Regions from separate parts of the Mus musculus genome. Here region 2 is linked to region 1. A link is a contact called in public promoter capture Hi-C data. All regions are on one chromosome and are shown on one strand. The core of a region is the stretch at or near the end of the contact, and the rest is flanking DNA. Distances in the headings are between cores, read along the strand shown.

The links. Capture Hi-C pulls out chosen DNA fragments and counts their contacts.
Region 2: a contact with region 1 is called in a promoter capture Hi-C map of adipose tissue. The contact joins two enhancer-like sites. A contact is called at or near these places in 1 of 115 datasets of contacts at active chromatin or transcription factors (bone marrow-derived macrophages) and 1 of 9 other capture datasets (adipose tissue).

Annotation. Positions count from the first base shown.
Region 1 is chr1:135,420,115-135,426,696 of GRCm38.p6, reverse strand. Ipo9 (importin 9) reads left to right here. Exons shown (of 24, transcript NM_153774.1): 2 at 6,344-6,405. Among named protein-coding and RNA genes, the nearest start is that of Ipo9, 7.1 kb to the left of the region's middle. Within about 2 kb of position 3,751, at least 8 of the 459 cell types and tissues checked have an H3K27ac peak or open chromatin away from gene starts, as enhancers often do. A contact at or near this core is called in adipose tissue, where this site is marked.
Region 2 is chr1:135,785,046-135,791,627 of GRCm38.p6, reverse strand. It overlaps a transcript of Tnni1 not described here. Among named protein-coding and RNA genes, the nearest start is that of Tnni1, 11 kb to the left of the region's middle. Within about 2 kb of position 2,772, at least 26 of the 459 cell types and tissues checked have an H3K27ac peak or open chromatin away from gene starts, as enhancers often do. A contact at or near this core is called in adipose tissue, where this site is marked.

The DNA.
Region 1 (6,582 bases), core at 2,502-5,001:
ATTTTTCCTTCTAAGCCAAAGTCTTTGTTGCCACAGATATTTGTTGCCAAATAGGGTAAGAGAAAGTAGGGCCAAGATCACCAGAAAGGGAGAACAAACACCCAAAAGACTAGAAAATGAGTCTAACATTGAAAATGAGACTAGAAAGTAAAGAGAAGGCAAAGGGTTCCTTAGAAAGCTCAGAGGATGTCTGTCTGAAGTGGAGGCACCCGGTAAAGGCAGGTGAAAAAAATTTCAATTAACCAAAGAAGGCTCTTCCTGTTTCACCTTGGCAATGGGAGCTAAGGGGAAATGTGGTCCCTGACAGAATGGCTCTAGGACTTCCTATAGCTCTCACAGCAATGCTCTTTGGTTCAGTGTCTTAGATTGAATCTTCATTTAACCTGAATTAGTCTCTTCCAGGCAAAAGTCCAGTGTACATGTCTCTTGTGCTTTCTCTGCTTTCATTAAAATGTTTCTTTTTTGAACAGATAGTTGGCTTTTTCCCCCCAAAGTTACTGTATAGATTCTGTCAGTACAAGGCTTCAAATGAGGTTCCATGCTATTTTAGATGGGGTTCTCTGCCCTCAGACAGAAGTCAGCTTTGTGAAGAAACAACCTGTGTTGATCGTGGTTCCGCCAAGCAGGGAACTCAACAGCTGTTTGTTTGTTTGCTCTTTTGATCACACTGTCAACTTCAAAGTCTTTCATTCTCTGCATTAATCTTACAGCAGACCTCATTATCAGTACCATACCATCATTGTCATTGGAAACAGTCCTTCATCAACTTTTGTGTAAGTTACAGTTTTTGGTATGATACTTTTCTCAGAGCTGTACAATTTAGGCAGAAATGTCCTTTTTCATACCCCACTGTTGCCTCCTGCAAATTAGGGTGGCTTTTTTTGTTTTTGTTTTTGTTTTTTGTCTTTAAAATGTGAAGCTTACTGGTTTAAAAATTCTGGGAACTTAGAGAAGAGAATGTGTCCTGTCCATTCTGTTTTAAATCTTGTCTTAGTTAGCCAAGTTAGTCTGCAAGTCATCTTGCCCAGGAGACTCTTAAACAGGCATTTGTACTAGTTGAACTTTCAACCTCCTCTCTTAGGTGAAAGAAATAAACTTTTGTAGAAAACTCATCTTAAGATATGTGTAGTGGAAACTCTTGGCTGACTTGCTCTAAGGCCCTCCATATAGATCTAACCTTAGGCTAATCTCTGTTCTGGGCATCCTCTACTGTCTCGCTGCTGAGTGGAGTGTGAGGTGTGTCTTTCCTAGGTTACCAGACACAGTTTCCCTAGGACCGTGGCAGAGAAGCTCCCGGCGATGTGACCCTCACTAGAAGGCTGCTTCCTCCTGGCTCAGACACTGAAAAACCTTTCATGGGAGCAAGCTTCTCTCTGGAAAGTAGCCTTTACAGTCTCCAGTCAGCTGTCCCGGATCTGTGTGCAGTGTTCCAATCTTCTGCTTGGCGCCTGGGTGGACTGGTGATGAGAGACATGCATGTGGCTCCTTTTCCTTCCTTAGTCCTCTGTCACCCTAGAGCCACGAACAGCAGTGTCCTCATTGCAAAGATGGTCATTCAAATTTACTCACGCTTTAGAGTTTAAACTCAAATTTCAAAACCTTCTCAAAAACTGATATTCCTCAGTATCTTTTCATGCTGTATGATTGACTATTTTGCTTATTTTTGCCTCATTCTAGTTTGTCCCTACGGGACCTACAGGAATGATACAAAAATTAAGCTTATTCCAGGAACTTTTAAAACACACATAAATGTTATGTAAATAGCACTATAAAAGAAAGTTCTATGTGTTTCAAGTAGTTTATGAATATGTTGTAGGTCACTCTGATGAAGGAAGTCGCATGAGGCACACTAGAACCGATTACCATGTCCAGGGAGACCAAGACAGTTTCATGCCAAGTTCAAGGCATGAGGTTAATGTCTGTTACCACACTAACTATTTGAATTGCAAGTGTGGGTGCCTTTACTAGAAGTATTCCTTCTTATTGATTGATTGATAGATTTATGTATTTATGGAGATGGGTTGTGCGGTGGCTTGTATATGGAGATCAGAAGAGAACTTGTTGGGATTGGCTCTCCTTTAACCATGTGGACTCCAGGGATCACGTTCAGGAATCAGACTTAGTGCCAGTGCTTTAGCTGGCTGAACTACCTGTTCTTTTAAAAATGGATTTTTACCTTGTTCTGGTGAGATGGTTCGCATTAAATTAAACCTAAACATTAGTGTTTAAGAGGTCTTAATACATTGGGCGTAGTGGTGCACACCTTCAATCCTAGCACTACTGGAGGCAAAGATTTCTTGAGTTGGAGGCCAGCCTGGTCTACAGAGTGAGAAATAGTGAGATCCCCATCTCAAAAACAAACTAAAACAAGGGTCTTCTTGATGGTAAATAGACCTATGTGTGTTTGTGTGTTTGATAGAGCCCATGCTAAAAGCTGACTCATACATGGCTGGGTTTGCACACCTGTTTCTTCTATTGCAAGAAGAGGGCTTTTTATATTTACCTAGAATCTGAACTAACCAAAATAATCATATGAATCAGATTGAATTTCAGTATCCATAGAGATGACTCTGAAGGTTTTAAGTGTTTGTGATTTAAGCATTTAATTCATGTATTAAAAGGAAAGCCCATTTTATCATGGTTTTATAGACAGCCTCATTCTTCATGAGTGACAGAATAGGAGCGATAGAAAAGGACCAAGAACTTCAGCTTAGAGAGGCTGGAGGCTAACTCAGCAGCAGAATGCTTGCCGAGCACGAAGCCCCAGCTTCCATCCCTCCTGTTGCAAGAAATAAATTAATTTTAAAGTGCCATTTAAAATAAAGGCATTGAGCCAGGTGGTGGTGGAGCACACCTTTAATCTCAGCACATAGGAGTCAGAGGCAGGTGGATCTCTAGAGTTTGAGGCCAGCCTGGTCTATATAAAGTGAGTTCAGGACAGCCAGGGTTTGTTACACAGAGAAAAAAGATGTTGTAATTTGGAGTAAAACAAACACAAACCGAAGAATCTGTTACAGGATAATGTGAGAGAGTCACTGCTTTAGATGATACTGTGGGTTTTCTCTGTGTGTCTTGGGTGTTTTGCCTGCGTGTATGGCTGTACACTGTGTGCATACAGTGCCCTCAGAAGCCAGAAAAGGGCACTGGATCCCTAAGACTAGAGTTAAAGCAGGTTGTGAGCTGCCATGTGGGTGCTGGGAACCAAAGCTGGGTCCTCTGGAAGAGCAAGCAGTAAGTGCTCTTAATGGCTGAGCCATCTCTCCAGTCTGCATTACATGTGAACAAACTGGAAAGACACCGTAATTAGCTCAAATAGGACATCACAGATAAACTTAGACAGGTTGATTCTAAGGGTTGTATGGAAAAGCAGGGAGTGAAGAGTAACTAATAACATTGAAAAGAAAGCCTCCCAGGAGGGACAAGCTCTACAGACATGTAAACATTGCATAAAGTTTCTATAATTACACTGTAGTACAGACACACAACTAGAAAGGCAGTTTAGTTATAGGACAAAAAGTCTAAAAATCCTATACAAGGACCTATGGAAACCGGGTAAAACAAGAGCGTCTGTCCCTGCTCTGCAAGTCTGATATATTTCAAAATCTGGTGCAGTTTGTGTATACCGGCATGAGTTTGCAAGTGGAAGATTGCATCTGGCATTATGTGATAGGTCAGAGTCAAAATGTAAGAACACTGCTGGCTCGATGCTCCATGCTTGTAGTCTTAGCTGGTAAGAAGCTGGCAAGAGAATCTTGAGTTCAAGGCTACCGTGAACTACACAGTTAGATACTGTCCAAAAGAAAAAGAAACAAACGATCTGGGCTTGGTAGCTTGTGATCCCAGCTCTTAAGAGACCAAGGCAGGAGAATTGTTGCCAATTGGAGGCCAGCCTTGGCTACAGTAAGACCCTGTTTCACTAAAGACAGTATGTGAAAAGGAGAGGACATAAAGATAGTCTCTCTGTGTAGCCTGGCTATCCTGGAACTCCCTCTGTAGACCAGGTTTGCCTTGAACTCAGAGACCCACTTGCCTCTGCCTCCATGCTGGGGTTAAAGGTGTGAGCCACCACACACCTGGCTAGATGGGACTTTTTTAGTGGAGCTGGGACAGCTGCATAACCATTTGTACCATACAGAAAAACAATCCTCAGTGACTAAAAGCCTAAATGTAAGAAAGCAAAGCCCTAGAACTACTAGAAGAAACACGATGAGTTCCCTTTAGCCCTACACAATGGTGGGCAATAAAAATAAGTAACAAAATTGTGCCGTCTTTACAGTGTGAGAGACTTGGGCTAACCACATGTGTGTGTTAAATCAATTCCCATAGGATCGTTTGTTATATTGACACCACCATTCTTTCTTTGGATTTAAAGGATAAATAGCTTACCTAAGGACAGGTGTGGTGGCTTCAAGATTTGAACTGAAACGTGCCTAAGTCTAGAGACCCAACTGGGTTGTTTGCTTTGTTTAGAGGGGCAGAGGCATTAGTGTGTGTAGAGGCATTAGTGTGTGTAGAGGCATTAGTGTGTGTAGAGAGGTGGTTTGGGTGACATAGAATTTTAAATTTCCTGCCAGCCATAGGTTTTTAAAAAAGAAATAGGTAGAGATAATTTTAATGCTAAAAGGCTAGAGATAGCACAGTGGTTAAGAGCACCTGCTGCCCTTCCAGAACCCCATCTAAGTTTGTTTCCAGCACTCATGTTGGGAGACACAATTGCCTGTAACTCTAGCTTCAGGAATCTTACGGTCTGATGCCTTCTTCCTTCTCCTACTGGTACTTGTATACATGTGGTGGCATACATTCATTCAGATGAATACACCTAGAGATAAATCTAAGTAGTAGCTTTAATACTGACTGGTCATGGTGGTACACATCTTTAGTCCCAGCACTAAACACTGGAGGCAGAGGTTAGCCTGATTTACTTCATGAGTTCCAGGCCAGCCAGAGCTACATGCTGAGACCTAGTCTAGAAAATTAATTAATAAAAAATGATTTAATTAATTAAAAATTAGCTAATGAGTTAAATACTATACTTATTTAACCTGTCATATGTCAAATATTCCCATGTATAATCAATTTTGGTTTTGTTTTATTTTGTTCAGGCTGTAGAGTTGTACATGCATTTGATCCTGGCGTTCAGGAAGCAGGCTAGGAGCTCTCTATGAGTTTTAGGCTAGCCAGGGCTATGAAGTGAAACTCTTGTCGCCAAGAAAAACTATTATTTGTTTTTCATGCTAAACTTGAATTGTAGGGTGGTGGTTACACTTACAACCATCCCAGGGTTTGTGACTGATGGCGACTATATTGACCTGCACAGTCCTAGGTTGCAAGATAGAAAATTATGATCTTACATTCTTTTTTTTTTAAAAGAATTATTTATTTTATGTATATGAGTGCACTGTAGCTGTTTTCAGACACACTAGAAGAGGGCATCAGATCCCTTTACAGATGGTTGTGAGCCACAGGTGGTTGCTGGGAATTGAACTCAGGATCTTTGGAAGAGCAGTCAGTGTTTTTACTCGCTGAGCCATCTCTCCAGCCCTGACCTTACATTCTTTTTTTTTTAAAGATTTATTTATTTATTTTATGTATATGGGTACACTGTAGTTGTACAGATGGTTTGAGCCTTCATGTTGTTGTTGGGAATTGAATTTAGGATCTCTGCTCGTTCTGGTCGGCCCCAGTCCCTGCTCACTTTGTCCCAAAGATTTATTTATTATTATACAAAGTACACTATAGCTGTCTTCAGACACCCCAGAAGAGGGCATCAGATCTCATTACGGTTGGTTGTGAGCCACCATGTGGTTGCTGAGATTTGAACTCAGGACCTTCAGAAGAGCAGTCAGTGCTCTTACCCTCTGAGCCATCTCTCCAGCCCCTGACCTTACATTCTTAATAAACAATGATTACTTTGCAAATGTAAATGGGTCTATTTTTATTTGGTAGTGAGCATATATAACATACTTTTAATAAGCAGTTCAAGACTGTTAATAAGGTGCTTGACTCATACCAATGCTCCCAGGACTCGGGAAGCTGGGGCAGGAAGATCTTATTCAGGACTGTCCTGGCAAAATCCTGTTTTGTTGTGTTTTGTTTTTCTAAAATTTATATTGCACATTGAAAACTGTTCTCTGCAACCCTTGTTTTGTTTTGGTTTTTAGGGTAAGTGTGTTGAGCCAGGTTTTCTCAAATCTAATGTCACAGTTCCTGACACTGCTGCACTATAGGAGCTTGGGTCGGGTTTCCTCTTGAACTCTTCCTTTGTGGCTTCAGAGTCAGAGCTCAGTGGTTTGCTGTGGCTTTGTGAATGTCCTTAACCTCACAAAAATTTTTTCTTTTTCAGAATTTGGTGTTCACCTGGCAGAGCTGACTGTAGATCCTCAGGGGGCACTGGCAATCCGTCAGGTAAGTCCAGGGTGACCTAAATGATAAGTACTTTCCCTTCACTTAGTAACTTAGAAACTTTCTTAGGGGAAGGAGCAGGAATAAGAACAATGTATAAGATATGACTTTTGTACAGCCTTAGATGATTCAAGTGTATCAAACCCTAAATGTAGTTTTTATGTGTGGAAATAAGTCCCG
Region 2 (6,582 bases), core at 1,523-4,022, 370 kb before region 1:
CTTCCAAGATTAAACTATGCTATCTATCCCCAGTGCTGGAGTCTGGACTCTTAAGGGCCCTGCCATACTGTTGTCTGTCTGTCTGTCTGTCCAAGGCATTAATAAACTCCATACTCCCAACAGTCTGTCTCAGTGTGCCGCCTGAATTCCTGTCTGAGGCCTGCCATGGCCAATACCCTCACTCGGGCATTCGAACGCATTCTTCACCTGCTAGTTTCAATCTGAGTCCTGTGTCTGTCCCTCTGTCCTCGGGGTCACAAGAAGGTACAGCCACCACCACCGTGGGCCACTCTTGAAAGTCAATTGAGCCCTAGTGTCTGCCTTGCCCCACCTTGAGTTCTCTGGTCTGCATAGACCATAGCACCAGTTCTGCTTTGGCCGTAGCCAGCATCATCGCCACAGCCTCCTCATTGCTCTCCTGGCTGCAGCTAGAGCCTCTCCAGCTCCTGAAAGGATCTGATGATGCTATGGAGTTGGTTCACACACCTCATGGCTTTCTTGGCTTCCTGCTCCCTCGACACCCGCCACAGGCTTTGACACTACTGTCAGGGCGTCCTTCCCTCCAGACTTCCTCCAAGCCTCACTGCCCAGCCACCCCTGATTATGTTAGGTGCCCCTGCTCCTAGCCCTACCACCCCCTTCATGCCCCTCTTTCCCACACTTCACCCCAACGCTGACATCGTTCATGTCCTTCTCGAGGAGGAACTAGAGTGCAGACCCCAGTCTCCATCCTTTTGTTTCCTCTCCCCTCAGGAACACACATAGTAGGTGCTCAACAAAGGCTCACTCCTTGAGTAAATGGACATACAGCCAGCACTGACAGGTTGCCCTCTTGAGCAGACACAGAGCAGGGAGTCCCTTCCCAGCTCAGAAGGGATCTGTGCTTTTCCTGGGGAGTCCTAAAGGCAGGTCAGGGGCTCAAAGCTCAGAGAGAAGGCTGGCTAGGAATCTGTCTTGTCCAGGCTTTTGGTACCAGAGGGAGGAGCATCCCCAATCCTGCTCGACCTTGGCATAGGAGATAACATCCAACAATGTGCTCACACAGACAAAGACACAAGAGCTGGGGACCTGGGCCTTTGTTGTTATCAGGCTTAGATCCTAAACAATGACCACTCCCTCTCTGCCCCATGCCAGGCTAGGTCCAGGTGCCAGGGAAGCAGGCACTAATACAATCTAAGGGCTTGTGAGTATGCTGGCCACTCAGGCCCTGCCTGCACCAACTCCCTCTCCATTCCCCTCCAAACTCAGTGCCTTTCCTCTCTGCTCAGCCACACATTCCTGTTTTAAGCAAATGACTTAAGCGGCAGGCGACTGACCAGGGAGGTACTCGTTTGGTCAGCAGGCCTAATGAGGTTCCTTCAGGACTCCAGTCAGGAAGAATAATGTTTTCCAAACTCCTTTTGAAGGTGGCTTTCCCTGGGCTCCCACTCTTTCCATGCAGAGACGGCTGCTACACTTCTTGCTGTAGAAGAGAGAGGAGGACCCTCCTTCATCTCCTTCTCAACACAGACCCTCTCTCCCAAACTGCGTCTTTACCACCTCCTCTATCTTTGTCTGAGACTCAGCTACAGAACTGGTAACCCAAAGCCCTAATCACAAATGCTGTCCACCAGGGGGCGCAGTTTTGCAGGCCGAAGGGTAGCCAGAGAGATCACAATAGGACGGAGATAAAGCTGGAGAGCATAATTAATTCTCCTAGCATAAATGCTAACCATGGAGCTGGTGTTGGCCTTTTTGAGACAATTTCTTCCTCCTCAAGGTCATCCTGTGGAAGAATATAAAGTAGTGTTTCTCACAGTGTAGACTGTTAGGACCTGGTCTGTATGGTTGACCATTTAGACTATGCTGACATTTGCGTAGAAGGTACCGGCGCAACCATGAAGAAAACCACCAGTGCCCTAGCTTGAATCAAGGCTGTGGAACGAAAGCGAGCTAGGAGCTGCCCCTACCTGTGGTTGGGAGCCTTTCCCCACCAACACTCACTGAGGAAAACACTGGTTTTTCTTAATTAGGAATCAGGAACGTGTAGATAGACAGATAAATAGATAAATACACGATAATCAAAAAATTAAGTGCAAATTTTAGTCCTGAAAAGTGTCAGTCATTAATAAAATTCAACCAAGTCATTTCAGAACTTTACTGATTTATTTAGTGTGTGTATTAGTGTGTGTGTGTGTGTGTGTGTGTGTGTGTGTGTGTGGTGGTGGTGGTGGTGGTGGTGGTGGTGGTGTGTGTGTGTGTGTGTGTGTGTGTGTGTGTGTGTGTGTGTGTGTGTGTGGTGATGGTGGTGGTGGTGGTGGTGGTGGTGGTGGTGGTGGTGGTGTGTGTGTGTGTGTGTAGGTCAGAGGACAGCTTATAAGAGTTGATTGTCTCCCTCCACCACATGGGTCCTAGAGATTGAACTCAGGTAGCCAGGTTGTCTACAAGCATTTTTACCTGCTGAGTCCCAAGGAATTGTCTTCCATGCAAGTTACTTCAGAATAGGCTTGCCCATTGCTAGTGAGCTCTGAGGATCTTGTGGTTTAGTGAGAAACCCCAAATTACCAAATGAAGTGTCTGTGGGAACATGCTGTTGTTGTTGTTGTTGTTGTTTTGACTTTGTTTTGGTTCTCTGAGTGCATCTAGGAGCTGAGGTTCCTGGAGAAAGAGATGAAGCTCTGCTTGCCGCCAGAGGGAGCAATGAAGGACTCTGTGTGTCTGTCTGTGAGTGATTTATATATGGAAACGCCCGAGTAACTGGCCACGCTCTGACTGTTCCATCTCCCACGCCGCTCCCTCCTCCTCCCTCTGCCCCACCCAGGTGATAAGCAGGCAGGCGTGTTTCCGTTCTCAGCCCCTACCCATCCCTCTCTTCGAGTTCCGCATGCATTCCTTGTTCCCAATGAGGTCCTCTGGATCAATACCAGGGAAGGATGGGAGAGCCGCAAATGCAGCCCCTGGATGGATCCACTGTAACCCCAGTGCAGCCACGAGAGTGTCTATCTTTCTGAATGTCTGTCTGTCTTTCTTAAACTGAGGGTTTCCTTGGCTTCCCCAGAGTTCTCTGCAGGCTCTAAGTGGCGGTGCTGCTCATAACTTCTCAGAGAGAAGGTAGAGATTCCTTTGGAAACTTCTGAAACCCATAACCATTCAGCACCACATTATTATTATTATTTTAATTTAGCTTTCAAGACAGGATTTCTCTGTGTAACAACAGCCCTGGCTGTCCTGGAACTTGCTCCATAGACAAGTTGGCCTTGAACTCACAGAGATCTCTGCTTGCCTCTGCCTCTTGAGTGCTGGGATTAGAGGAGTGTACCACCGCTGCCACTGCCACTGCTGCTGCCGCTGCTGCTGCCACTGCCGCCACCACCACCCAGCCATGCACCACATTTTTGAGAGCCATAATTTCTTACACCAATTCCAGAAGGCGCAGAGGCATCAAGGCTGCACGAAGAAAAGAACACAGTATTGTGTGCACAGATGTCTCCAAAAACTTAGAGAGACTGTGTTTGGAGCATACTGGAACACACACACACACACACACACACACACACACACACACACACACACACACACACACACCCTGTTCTCCTCTGGACACAGCCAAGAGGCTTCTGGGAAAACACGAAGGACCCCTAGACCTCTAGTTGCCACTAGAGGGCAGTGTGGAGCAGGAAGAAGGTGGACCTGTTCTTAATCAGGAGAGCCAAGGTTGGCTGAGGAAAATTTATGCAGCTGATTACACTATTGAAATATATATACTTCAATGTTATATTACAATATTATATTACTTTCAATATATTATAGAGGTTTCAAGGTGACTAGCGGAGTCCAAGAAGCCCAGAGTTTCATACCCTGCGACAAAATGACATTTCTCTCCCCCCAACACTTCCACTTCCTAATATAATCACCTCAGAATCATCCAGGGGTGCAGCCCACACTGAAACACATCTCCTACCCCTTCCAGAGCTTGACTTGCGTGATTTCTCTGAGATTCATACCAAAATCTAAACTTACTTTTGTTGCCACACAAATCTAAACGTTTCCTCCGGACATTTGTGATATGTGTCATAACAGCTGTGTCTTCCTGTCTAGGGAGGAAGGAAAACAAGGCCAGGCACAATAGCACAGTTCTGTAATCCCAGAACTCAGGAAGCAGGGGGAATCTCAAGCTCCAGGCTAGCCTGGGCTACACAAGGAAACTTTGTCTCAAGAGAAGTTTCTTGAGTTAGCGCTCAGTGACTCACACTGGCCTAGCATGTGCAAGGCCCTAGATTTGATCTACAGCAGAGTGGGGGTGTGGGGTAGGGCAGGTAATTAATTGTCTCGGAGAGGGAACACCCCCCAAGCTGCGTTACACAGGAAGTACAAGAGCTTGTCAGGTAACCAGAAAGAAGGCTCTGGAGACCCAAGAGCAGAGAGAGGAGCATGACAAAGGGCAGAGTGAGGAGACTCCAAGTCCTGTTCTCACTTCGATATGAAAGGCTAGTCTGGGTACCAGACAATGCAGCTGAGAGGGGACATACAGGTGACAACAGGTGCTAGGGAGCCCAACCTTCATGCATTTATATGGCACCCATTAGAGGGTTATGAGCCAGGGTGACATGGTGTGATATCTCACATAAAACAAAAGGGGGGGAGTTGGATGATGAAAGAATTAGAGGCCAAGGTGAGACAACTACCACCACCACCACCATCGCTATCATCATCATCATCATCTAGTCCGTCATGAATGGCTGAAACAGAATGCCCAGGATGGGGGAATCTATAATCTATAAAGACCTATTGGTTCCCTGTTCTAGAGTCAGAGAACTCCAAGATCAGGTGCTGATATCTGACAAGGAGCTTCATGTCACTTTCTCACACAGCAGAAATAAACAGGCAAGAAAGAGACCCCATGACACATTGCTGAATGCTGTTTGTTTGTTTGTTTGTTTGTTTGTTTTAGCATTTTTGGGAAAGGGGAAGATCCTGTTTGTAGCACAGGCTGGCCCCAAACACACCGAATAACCCAAGCTGGTCTCAATCTCATTATGTAGCCCAGGCTGGTTTCTAACTCCAGCCTAAGCAGTTCTCCTTCCTCAGTTTCTGAAGGGCTCAGATTCCAAGATGTACAACCCCAGCTGAAATCTACTGAAAGCCCTTTTAAAAAGCCTTTAAACACCACCCTCAAAACCTCAAAGCAGCGTCTTCAAGCCCAAGTCTTTAAAGGGTTCTCTCTCTCTCTCTCCCTCTCCCTCTCTCTCTCTCTCTCTCTCTCTCTCTCTCTCTCTCTCTCTCTCTCTCTCTCTCTCTCCCTCTCAACAGGGTGTGTGTGTGTGTGTGTGTGTGTGTGTGTGTGTGTGTGTGTGTGTGTGGCCTTGGCTTTCCTGGAACTAGATCAATCTGCCTCTGCCTCCTGAGTGCTGGGATTAAAGGTGACATCACTGCCCAGGCAGGACCTACCTTCTAATGACATTATATTGGCAACTAGATTTCAGCATAAGTTAGGAGGGACACGCAAACCTTAGGAGTAATCACTATCAAATATTATATAAACGAAAGTGAGCATGGTGCTATGTGCCTATAATCCCAAGAGGCTGAAGCAGGAGAATTAAAATTGCAAATTTGATATCATCCTGGGCCACATAGCAAGTTTCAGGTCAGCCTGAGCATGCTCTCTCCCTTGCTCTCATATATAAACATATATATGAGATCTATGTATATAATATTCACATATAAATATTCATCTGTATATGAGCAATATAGAATGAGTAATACAGTAACATTAAACATATGAAATGGTAATTAAAAATTTAAATAAGGCTGGCGATGTAGATCAGTAGTAGAGCCCTTGTTTGTAATGCATAAGGCCCCAGATGTGATCCATAACATCACAAAATAAATAAAAGCAAAAGCAAAAGGTGGCTCTGGAAAAGCTCGTACATAAGTATGAAATGGAGCAGACAACTTCATGGCCGCCCCGCACAGATTAAAGCATTTGAACAGACTGATACATTTCTCCAGAGAAGCTATGTAGATGGCCAATAAACACATTAAAAAAAATGTCCAACTTCACCATCCATTTTGGAAATGCAAATCAAAACTGCATGGCAGCCTGGTGCGGCAACACATACCTGTGAGCTCAGCACCCTGGAGACAGAGTCAGCAAACTGGTTACAAGTTCAAGCCCAGCCTGACCCATATAGAGATAATGTCTCAGACAAAAACTGGGGACCGCTCATCGGATGGCTCAGAGGAAAGGATGTGGAGGAAACGGAACCTGTGCGTTGTTGGTGGAAGGACAATGGGGTAGTCATGCAGAAAACAGCATAGCAGAGCCTCACATCTGAAAAACAAAGTTACCAGGGGCTGGGGAGAGATTCTCCCACTGAAACCTGGCTGCTTGGAGAGGACTGGGTCTCAGTTCTCAGCACTCATGTGGTGGGATCTAGATATAACTGTAACTCCAGTTCAAGGGCATCTGACACTCTCATGTGATCTCATCAGGTGCCAGGCACACGTGTGACACACATACATACCTGTAAGCAGACACTCGGACACATAACATTTAAAATTTTTATTTAAAAAATTGAAATGGATTGTGTGATACAGGAATTC